Linked DNA regions of Hordeum vulgare: region 1 is linked to region 2. The links are chromatin contacts, called in public Hi-C maps. All regions are on one chromosome and are shown on one strand. The core of a region is the stretch at or near the end of the contact, and the rest is flanking DNA. Distances in the headings are between cores, read along the strand shown. Region 1 holds the start of LOC123395457 (ferrochelatase-2, chloroplastic). Region 2 holds the start of LOC123399801 (bifunctional aspartokinase/homoserine dehydrogenase 2, chloroplastic).

What was found. A called contact is a pair of places that touch in the nucleus more often than the background predicts.
Region 1: a Hi-C map of leaf shows a contact between it and region 2, with 2.9 times the contacts expected there. The contact joins the promoter of LOC123395457 here to the promoter of LOC123399801 in region 2. A contact is called at or near these places in 2 of 6 Hi-C or Micro-C datasets (leaf and seedling).

Annotation. Positions count from the first base shown.
Region 1 is chr5H:379,443,688-379,448,292 of MorexV3_pseudomolecules_assembly, forward strand. It overlaps LOC123395457 (ferrochelatase-2, chloroplastic), which reads left to right and starts at 1,453. Exons shown (of 9, transcript XM_045090460.1): 1 at 1,453-1,666; 2 at 2,529-2,862; 3 at 3,437-3,580; 4 at 3,774-3,875; 5 at 4,220-4,323; 6 at 4,406-4,532. The coding sequence starts at 1,593.
Region 2 is chr5H:378,741,937-378,746,321 of MorexV3_pseudomolecules_assembly, forward strand. LOC123399801 (bifunctional aspartokinase/homoserine dehydrogenase 2, chloroplastic) reads right to left here and starts at 3,030. Exons shown (of 19, transcript XM_045094183.1): 1 at 2,833-3,030; 2 at 1,558-1,620; 3 at 1,116-1,171. The coding sequence starts at 2,912.

The sequences.
Region 1 (4,605 bases), core at 203-2,702, 700 kb after region 2:
ACTGGGTTTCTGATAATCATCAGGTTCATAGTCACTTGAGTCGGAAGAGGAAGTGTGTTTGGGTACCTTGGCACCTTTTGCCATGAAGCAATAGGTGGGAGCAAAGTCGTCACGCAGTCATCAGTTTGGTTGACGTTGTCATTTTATTCGAGATCGAAGATGGACTTACTGACGAATGTGGTAGCAAGGGCTAGGCTTGCCACACCAGACTCTGACTCCTCCTCAGATCCTTCCTCTTCATCACATTCCTCAGATTCTTTCCCAGAATCCATTTCCTTGCCAATAAGAGCCCGAGCCTTTATGAAACCGTTCTTCTTGTGCGGTGAGGACTTTGATGATGAGGACTTTGAAGATTTCTTCTTTTTCTTCAAGTCATCAAAATTGTCATCCTTGTACTTCTTCTTCTTCGATTCATTTACCTAGCGAGGACAATCAACAATGTAGTGACCAAACTTCTTGCATTTATGGCAGGTTCTTTTCTTGTAGTCCTCAGATGAAGATTCTGATTTTCCCACATCTCTTCTTGAAGATTTTTCGAACTAACCTCGTCTGGAGAACTTCTGGAATTTCCTCTCAAGCATAGCAAGTCCTGACCAAGTTCTTCACGATCACCAAGACTGCAATCAGATTCTTCTTCAGATGAGGAAACAACCTTTGCCTTCAGCACACGAGATCTTTCATAGCTTGGTCCATAGAGATCTCTTTTCTCAGCTAGTTGGAATTCATGAGTATTGAGTCTCCAGAATACCAGCAGGATCTAGTAACTTGTAGTCTCTACACTCTTGAATCATCAAAACTAGTGTATCGAATGAAGGACCAAGAGATCTCACCAATTTCTTCACCACCTCATGGTCGGTGATGTCATTGGCCCCAAGAGCCTGTAGGTCATTGGAGATATCAGTGAGGCGATCGAAGGTTTGTTGACAATTTTCATTATCGAGTCTTTTGAAGCGGTTGAAGAGATTGCGAAGAACATCAACCCGTGAGTCACTTTGAGTAGATACTCTTTCGTTGACTTTGAACAGCCTGTCCTAGATGAGCTTTGTAGTTCTCAAAGCACCCACTCTGCCATACCGACCTTTGCTCAGATGGCTACAAATGATATTCTTTGCTTGACGCGCGCGCGTAGTTTTTTTATTGCGCCGAACTTTCCCGTGCGTGCTGAAGCGCACCCACCGGCCGTGCTCGTGCGAAAAACACATTTTCTTTCACGCGCGCCAAGTCTAACGCGTCCGTTGGAGTTGCTCTTACCATCTTAGTCAGGAACATCAGACCTCATGTGTGTCTTCTTTTTTATTTCCATGATTTTTTCTTGTTAAAAAATGTTTCACAAAAGAGTAAGTGAAACCTGCTCCAAGATTAGCGCGCGGTGGGATCCGGTGCGCTCAGTTCCGTGTGGGCCCTACGACCTCCGTGGAAGAACGTGAGCGAAGGAATGGGTAGTTGCCGATTCGCTGCCGTATTTGACCCAGACAGAGAAGCGAAGAAACATTGATTCCAGAAAGGGAGAGGAGAGAGGGGAAGAAGACGCCAGAGTCACAACCCGCCGCAGATCTCCTCCGTCCTCCGCGACCAGCCCCGCTTTGTCCTCCATGGAGTGCGTCCGCTCGGGGGCTCTTGATCTGGGGCGCTCCGGAAATTTCTTGGGGAAGAGCGGCTCCACGACGTGAGTGCCCTTCGCTTTTCGCCGTTCATGTGTTTGTTTGTGGGTTTGTTTCGCTTCGTTTTCGTAATCTGTGATCGCTGATCTGGATGGACGGTGTGCCGCCGCTGGTACGAACTAGATTTCCGTTGGGGGTTTCGGTTTTTGTTATGGTGCTGTCGCAGTCACTGGAATTTTGTGATGGTTCAGTTGTGATCTGGCACCAAAATCCGATTGCCTCTGGTGTGCGACCGTTGAGTCAAAACTAAACTCAATATATAAAAAAAATGTGCACTTGCTACAATGTTCTTCTTTTTCTTGAGTGGGGATCTTATAGCGAATCCTGGAATCAATTAATTGTTTGGGGCTCCTGAAACCTGTGAGGGAGCAGTTTTTTCATTTCTGAACATCCGTGGAGTAGCACAGTTCCAACACATGATGGAGTAATATTAATGTTTGTTTGTACATACCAAAATCAAACTGTCTTATTAGAGGTGACGGAACGTAGAGACAGGTTTATGGATCAAATGGTTGGTAAGAATGCTCAGAGTGCTAATGGTCTGTAAGAAAGTTGATTAATCCTGAAAATATGCACTGCCCTGTTGATCGGTGTACAACACAGAGATTCATGAGTTTATAAGACATGATTTCTGAGATATATTTGATCAATTAGTGATTAATATTGCTTAAGGAAATCTGCCGTCAGTAGATAGTTTAAATTGAATTCACAATAAATTTGGCATAATGTTGAAAGATCGATCTAGGTTCTGATTGCATTTTGAGATGTGCTGAAGTTTATACTCACATGACATTTCTCCTGGAGAAATACAGTGTAACCTTTGTTTTTTTTTTATCTTATTGTGTTAAATGTGCTACCCGTTGACAGGTCATGTGGTAAAGTCAGATGTTCTACAAACCTTGCTGGTTCTACCAAATGTGAGCAGAACTTGCATGGGAAGGCTAAACCCTTGCTGTTGTCAGCAAGTGGAAAAGCAAGGGGAACCTCTGGTTTGGTTCACAGAAGTCCAGTACTTAAACATCAGCACCATCTTTCTGTGAGATCCACCTCTACCGATGTATGTACTACTTTCGATGAAGATGTCAAAGGTGTATCTTCACATGCCGTCGAAGAAAAGGTTGGAGTGCTCTTATTAAATCTTGGTGGTCCAGAGACCCTCAATGATGTTCAACCATTTTTGTTCAACCTCTTCGCTGATCCAGTAAGTCATGATCATACCACATGCTTATAATTTTAATTCCAATGCAACTTCCCATGTTCTTGCTAATTATGTGTAACCAATGATTATTCCTCTTCTTAGTTAAGTTTACCCCCTCAGAGGATTTGTTTCACTAATAGAGATTAACTTCTTTAGATACATGGGATTTTTTTCTTAGGAGGGATCATGTTCTCCCTATACAGGATTATTTCATTATTTGGATAAGGATGGACTGGAACTGTTCGCTTTGAATTGAAACATGTTTAAGTTCAAATTCTCTGTCCATCTGAAGAGATTGAGTAGACCATGGTATATCTGAAGAAGCCCTAAAAAGGAGAGCCATGCATTATTTTGGATGAGATAGTAGAGAATTAAGTCTCTAGAGTATAAAGTTCATCATCTTAGTCTATGGTCTCTTGTTTATCACAAGTCATGTTGTCTCTGGCTGTTCTTTGAATGGTAGTTATTCCAATGCGAACCACATAGCCCTATCTGTTTCTTAATTATCTTGTGTTATTGTTTAATTTCAGTACTTTTAACCGAGTAATTCAGTTTTGACTTGATAATTGTTACCCAGGATATCATTCGACTCCCTAGGCTGTTCAGGTTTCTTCAAAGACCACTGGCCAAACTTATATCTACTTTTAGAGCTCCTAAGAGTAAAGAGGGGTATGCCTCAATTGGTGGTGGATCACCTCTGCGGAAAATTACCGACGAGCAGGTAAAAGTTCATGAGTCTAAACACGCTCTGTTTTTTGTGTGTGTGTTTAACAGCTATATAGCTGTGATTTAGCAACCTTCTCACGAACTCGTTAAACTCTGTACCTTTCACCATAGTTGCATATCATATTCAGTATTACTTATTTTCATAAAATAGATTTATCACATTCTTAGCGGAACTACTTTGTCTTCAGGCAAATGCTTTGAAGGTTGCACTAAAAAGTAAGAACTTGGAAGCAGATATTTATGTTGGAATGCGGTATTGGTACCCATTCACCGAAGAAGCCATTGATCAGGTAAAACCTCCTCTGTAACCAAATTTAAAGGCCTTTAATCCTTTTGTTCTCCCTTTAAGTGTCAACAATAGTTTCTTGGTTTTTTTGTTTAATTATTCTTCCATGGTAGTTAACTCATAGAATTGTTCTAGATTGATATCTCATTGTCATCGTCCATCTTATTTTCACTTTTATATGATTGTGTTTTAATTTTGTTGAATTTAACTTTTTTTTGTATGATCTTGACTATCTTGCAACATGTATTACATTTTCAGGGACAAGAATTTTGTACTTTGGTTTTATCTAAATGATTCCATGTTTTTAACTGACGATTACTCGTTTTCTACTATTTTGGTTGATGATAGATTAAGAAGGATAAAATCACAAAGCTTGTGGTTCTTCCACTATACCCTCAATACTCCATATCAACAAGCGGATCTAGCATCCGCGTTCTCCAAAACATTGTCAAGTAGGCAATTATCTTCTCTAATGAAACCTCATCTTTCAGACTATGTAGAACCTGAAAATCTTATACGGCGACATTCGTGCAGGGAAGATCCATACTTTGCTGGCTTGCCAATTTCCATTATTGAATCTTGGTACCAGCGCGAGGGCTATGTGAAATCAATGGCTGACTTAATTGAGAAGGAACTATCTGTTTTTTCGAATCCTGAAGAGGTTTGCGCATCCTTTGTTTTGGGTTTCTTAAAAAATTCACGTATTGTTGGTCGTTGTGGATCTGTAGCGTTAG
Region 2 (4,385 bases), core at 1,780-4,279:
GGTTCTCATTTCTTGACTATTCGGTTTTCGGGTTAGGGTTCGGGTTCTAGTGTGGAAAACCCGAAATATCCATACTACCCAAATTATTCATACTGTCCAAAATTTTCATGCTATTATTACACTAACTTGTTACCCATACTAACTAAAATACTCATATTATCAAAAATACCCATACTATCCGAGTTATTCATATCAAAAGTCGATGCATGCTCAGAATATTTTGGGTATTTTGGGTACCCGAACCAAAATTTTGGGTAATTTGGGTTCGGGTAATTTTTTGACAGAAATAATTTTGGTTTTCATTTTTGAATACCCGAATTACCCATAAACCGAACTACCCGAACCGAAATAACCAAAATACCCGAATGCCCAGGCTGACTTATGGAGATGCCTCTTCATAGCACCTATCTCACATAAGTGCACACCTAGCACGATTAAGCACTAGGCGTTCTGCTGTCGCCTAGGGCCTATGCATGCTTAAGCGCACGCCTAGGCATGTTTTTTTAATGATGGACAAAAGTAGATGTCCCCAAGACTTAGGAGGTGCTAATGAGAGCCTCCTATTTGGACCCAATGTTACAAATTGGTCCTCCTTGATATATTAATCTTGTTCTGCCCTGGATACCCCAAAATAAGTTGATGCTACAAGATTGAAGCTTTCCCTTGTAACGGTGTTATTAAAATGGACAGTACCAAACCTGTCCATGGGCCTGTGGCCAGGCTGGGTTTGAAAATGGGGGCATGAACTGAGCCTACGGACCAGTCAGCAACTAAATTCATATTATATACTGCTCCTTTTTTTTTCATTAGAATGGCACAAACTAATATTTTTATTGAATAAAAGTAGAGTAAAGTAGACAACGCTACTTGCTTGGACTTTGATCTCAGGTCAGTTTGGGCTCAGCCCGTAACCAAGCCTTTGACCAGGTCTGGATATATCAAAATGCAGACCAAATTATAGTGTTTAAGAAATAGTGTTGGTGGATAGAGTTGAAGATTTAAAATATTTTTTGATACATCAAGTTGGTTAACGATTTTTTATTGCAAAGGGTATGGTAGTGCTAATTTAGAGTTCTTGAACAATAAAAACAATGGCCTGATGGAAGGCAAATTACCAGCAGCTGGTGTGAGCAGATTCTTAGAACCATGTCTTGGCAAATTTCCTCCTAACCTGAACAAGATAGTGAAACAAATAAGGGATACTAGCTGAAATTTGGTGAGGCATAACTGACATCAAATTAGAACTAGTGAAGAAGCACAATATCTATATGGTAAAACTTTATGCAGATATAGCACAAGAGTTCGGAAGTTAATTACTCCGGAAAGGTTGAGAATATTTTCTAGGGACAATGTAGTCGGCGACTTTGAGAAGATAAGAAATGGAAGGTTGAGCATGCAACTGGTGCTTGAAATACCAGGTGGAGCAATTAAATGGTCAAATGACAGCAGCATCATTATTCGTTCAAAATTTGGGTATTGGGTAAATATAAGCCAGATCATTTCTAGTTGAAAGGAAATTAATTAAGTCAGAACAACATTCACTGCACAAAACACTACCTTAGAGCTCCCAAAGGTCGGTCCTGATTTATCTCACACTTCAAACATTGTGAAATTACTTCCCTGAAGATTTATCAAGCAGCTTAACGTCAGTGTAACATGAGATGGACTGAAAGAGCGGCAGTGAAAACTTCCAAATAAAACAAATAGTGATAGGGGTGCAGAATGTCAGATCTAAGAAGATACAACATGGTAACAAAAATCTACATTAACTAACTTATCTCCACTGGAAGTTCACAATCATGTTGTCGATGCAGAATGCATCAGTAGTAATCCATTTGTTTTATAACTTTAGTAGACTGGTATATGGGGCACAAGTTTCAAACTGTGACTGTGAAGATGAAAACGGTATGAAATGGGCATTTCTTGATCCATAGCTCGATGTTCATTACTTCGAATTCTGTTGGAAAACTCCAAGCAAATGAACTATCCATTTCATGCTTCCGGACCTTGCTTAAAAGATACAAACATCCTGACCAGGTCAAGACCACCTCCTAACGACTATCATTACACCATGTGTAAGAGTATGAGTATACATGGGTTGTTGTGTTCATACTAGTACGATGCCCACAAATCACATCTTAGATTGACTTGACTATTGATATACCCTTATTCAACAAGTTCCATTAGCAAATCATTACCCCCGACATTCAGAAATATGTGAAATTTTAAACATGGGCGCATTACCAACATAAACCTTTGACTGTTCCTTTTTATATTTGTATTTTTTTCTTTTACTTTTTATATTTGTATGTTAGTAAACAATTATTCTAAATATGTACTATGAAAATATTTTTCCTGGCAAAACTAATAATGCTATTTTCACCCAACCAATATAGGTTATAATAATTTTTCGTATATTGGTGGTCAGTGACTCGGTGTTAAAACAGTTTTGACTGCAGGCGTTAAAGGAAGCCATGCACTTGCCCAAAACAGAGGAAGTAATATCTTTGACAAGCTTAGATGCTGTCCATTTCTGTTCAATAAAATCAAGCAAGTCTATCCACGCCGTAGATAGCACAGATTCCTGATGTCTGCGCCTCATCAGAGCATCGTCATACTACCAAACACGTAAGCCCCGTTTACTAGGCAATCTAAACAATATCCCCCCAATGAAACCCAGGAAAATCGCGCCCACGGTCAATACATTATCAGCGTATAAGATCGCCGCCAGCACTCGACGTGGTCGAATCGGGGAGCGCCGTCGGAGCTAGTCGTGCCGCAGAAGGACCCTATCGACGCTAGCGGCCAAGGAAATGATGAGAGGTCACGAACCTGCCGGAGGCGGACGGCCGGAGCCTCCGTCGATGGGCGGCGGCTGTCGGGACGGGGCTCGCGACGGCGAGGCTCCGCATCTCGCGGCGGGGCGAGGCGGCGCGGAAGGCGGGGAGGAGAGGGGGCTCGGAGTGGCGAGGGAGGAGGCTACAACGGGGAAAGGCTAGACGCCAAAAACCCTGCTTTAACCCCCCGCGCGCAAGCCGCCGCTATCACGTTGTCGAAGCAAATATAATATTCACTGATCTTTTTGTTTTTTTTAGAAAATTCACGATTTATTTTTCTTTCTTAGTGTTCGCCCACCGGGCATGAAATACCGTCGCTTGGGGGCAAACCGGCACTAAAATCGGTTTGAAGGGGCTCGGGTTCCCACACGCCCCCAAGGTCCAAAATTTTCATGCTATTATTACACTAACTTGTTACCCATACTAACTAAAATACTCATATTATCAAAAATACCCATACTATCCGAGTTATTCATATCAAAAGTCGATGCATGCTCAGAATATTTTGGGTATTTTGGGTACCCGAACCAAAATTTTGGGTAATTTGGGTTCGGGTAATTTTTTGACAGAAATAATTTTGGTTTTCATTTTTGAATACCCGAATTACCCATAAACCGAACTACCCGAACCGAAATAACCAAAATACCCGAATGCCCAGGCTGACTTATGGAGATGCCTCTTCATAGCACCTATCTCACATAAGTGCACACCTAGCACGATTAAGCACTAGGCGTTCTGCTGTCGCCTAGGGCCTATGCATGCTTAAGCGCACGCCTAGGCATGTTTTTGGATCAAATTCGAAGAAATTGACTCGATTTTGAATGAAACTTAGGCGATTTCATTTAAATTTGTACAAATTAAAAAAGTACATAAAAACATTAAAAAAACTATGTCGCCGCCGTCGCCATCATGCGTGTTGTCCTTGCTACAGCCTTATGTGGATCATCGCTGCGGACGGGGGCGATTTGCGCCGGCGCCTCCTCGTCGCTGTCGTCGAGGATGATGACGCCACCCTCTTCGTGACTGCGACGTCGTGCGGCGATCTTCTCAAAAGCGCGGCGCTGACACTCCATCTCCTCCCGAACGTAGTCGTTGCACGACCACTTCAGGCCGATGTCAAGGTCGGCGGCCATCTCAACATGCTCGTGCTTGATGACCACCGGCGACGGCGTCATCTCCTTTTCCTTCTTCGGCCTGATCAGGCGAAGGTGGCCACAGGGAGGCGAAGGTTGGCGGCGGCCCTAGTTTATAACGAGGTTGCCACCATGGCCGCGGCGGCGCTCTGACGTCTCTTGGGGCTCGGCCTTCACGGTGGCGAGCTGCGGCGACGTGCCGAAGGAGCGGGAGGAGGACCCCGTCATTCGCCTCAGCAACCACGAGCTCCTGCTGCGACGCGAGAACGATGGCGCCGGGTACTTCAACAGCGGCTCGTTGCTGCCCTTGATGTGCTCGAGGACGGCGTGGAGCGTGCGCTCGGGGACGCCTCACCACCGACGGCGGACGTTAGAGTTGTGGTGCCCCCTTGGCGCCAGAAATCCGTTGGTGGAG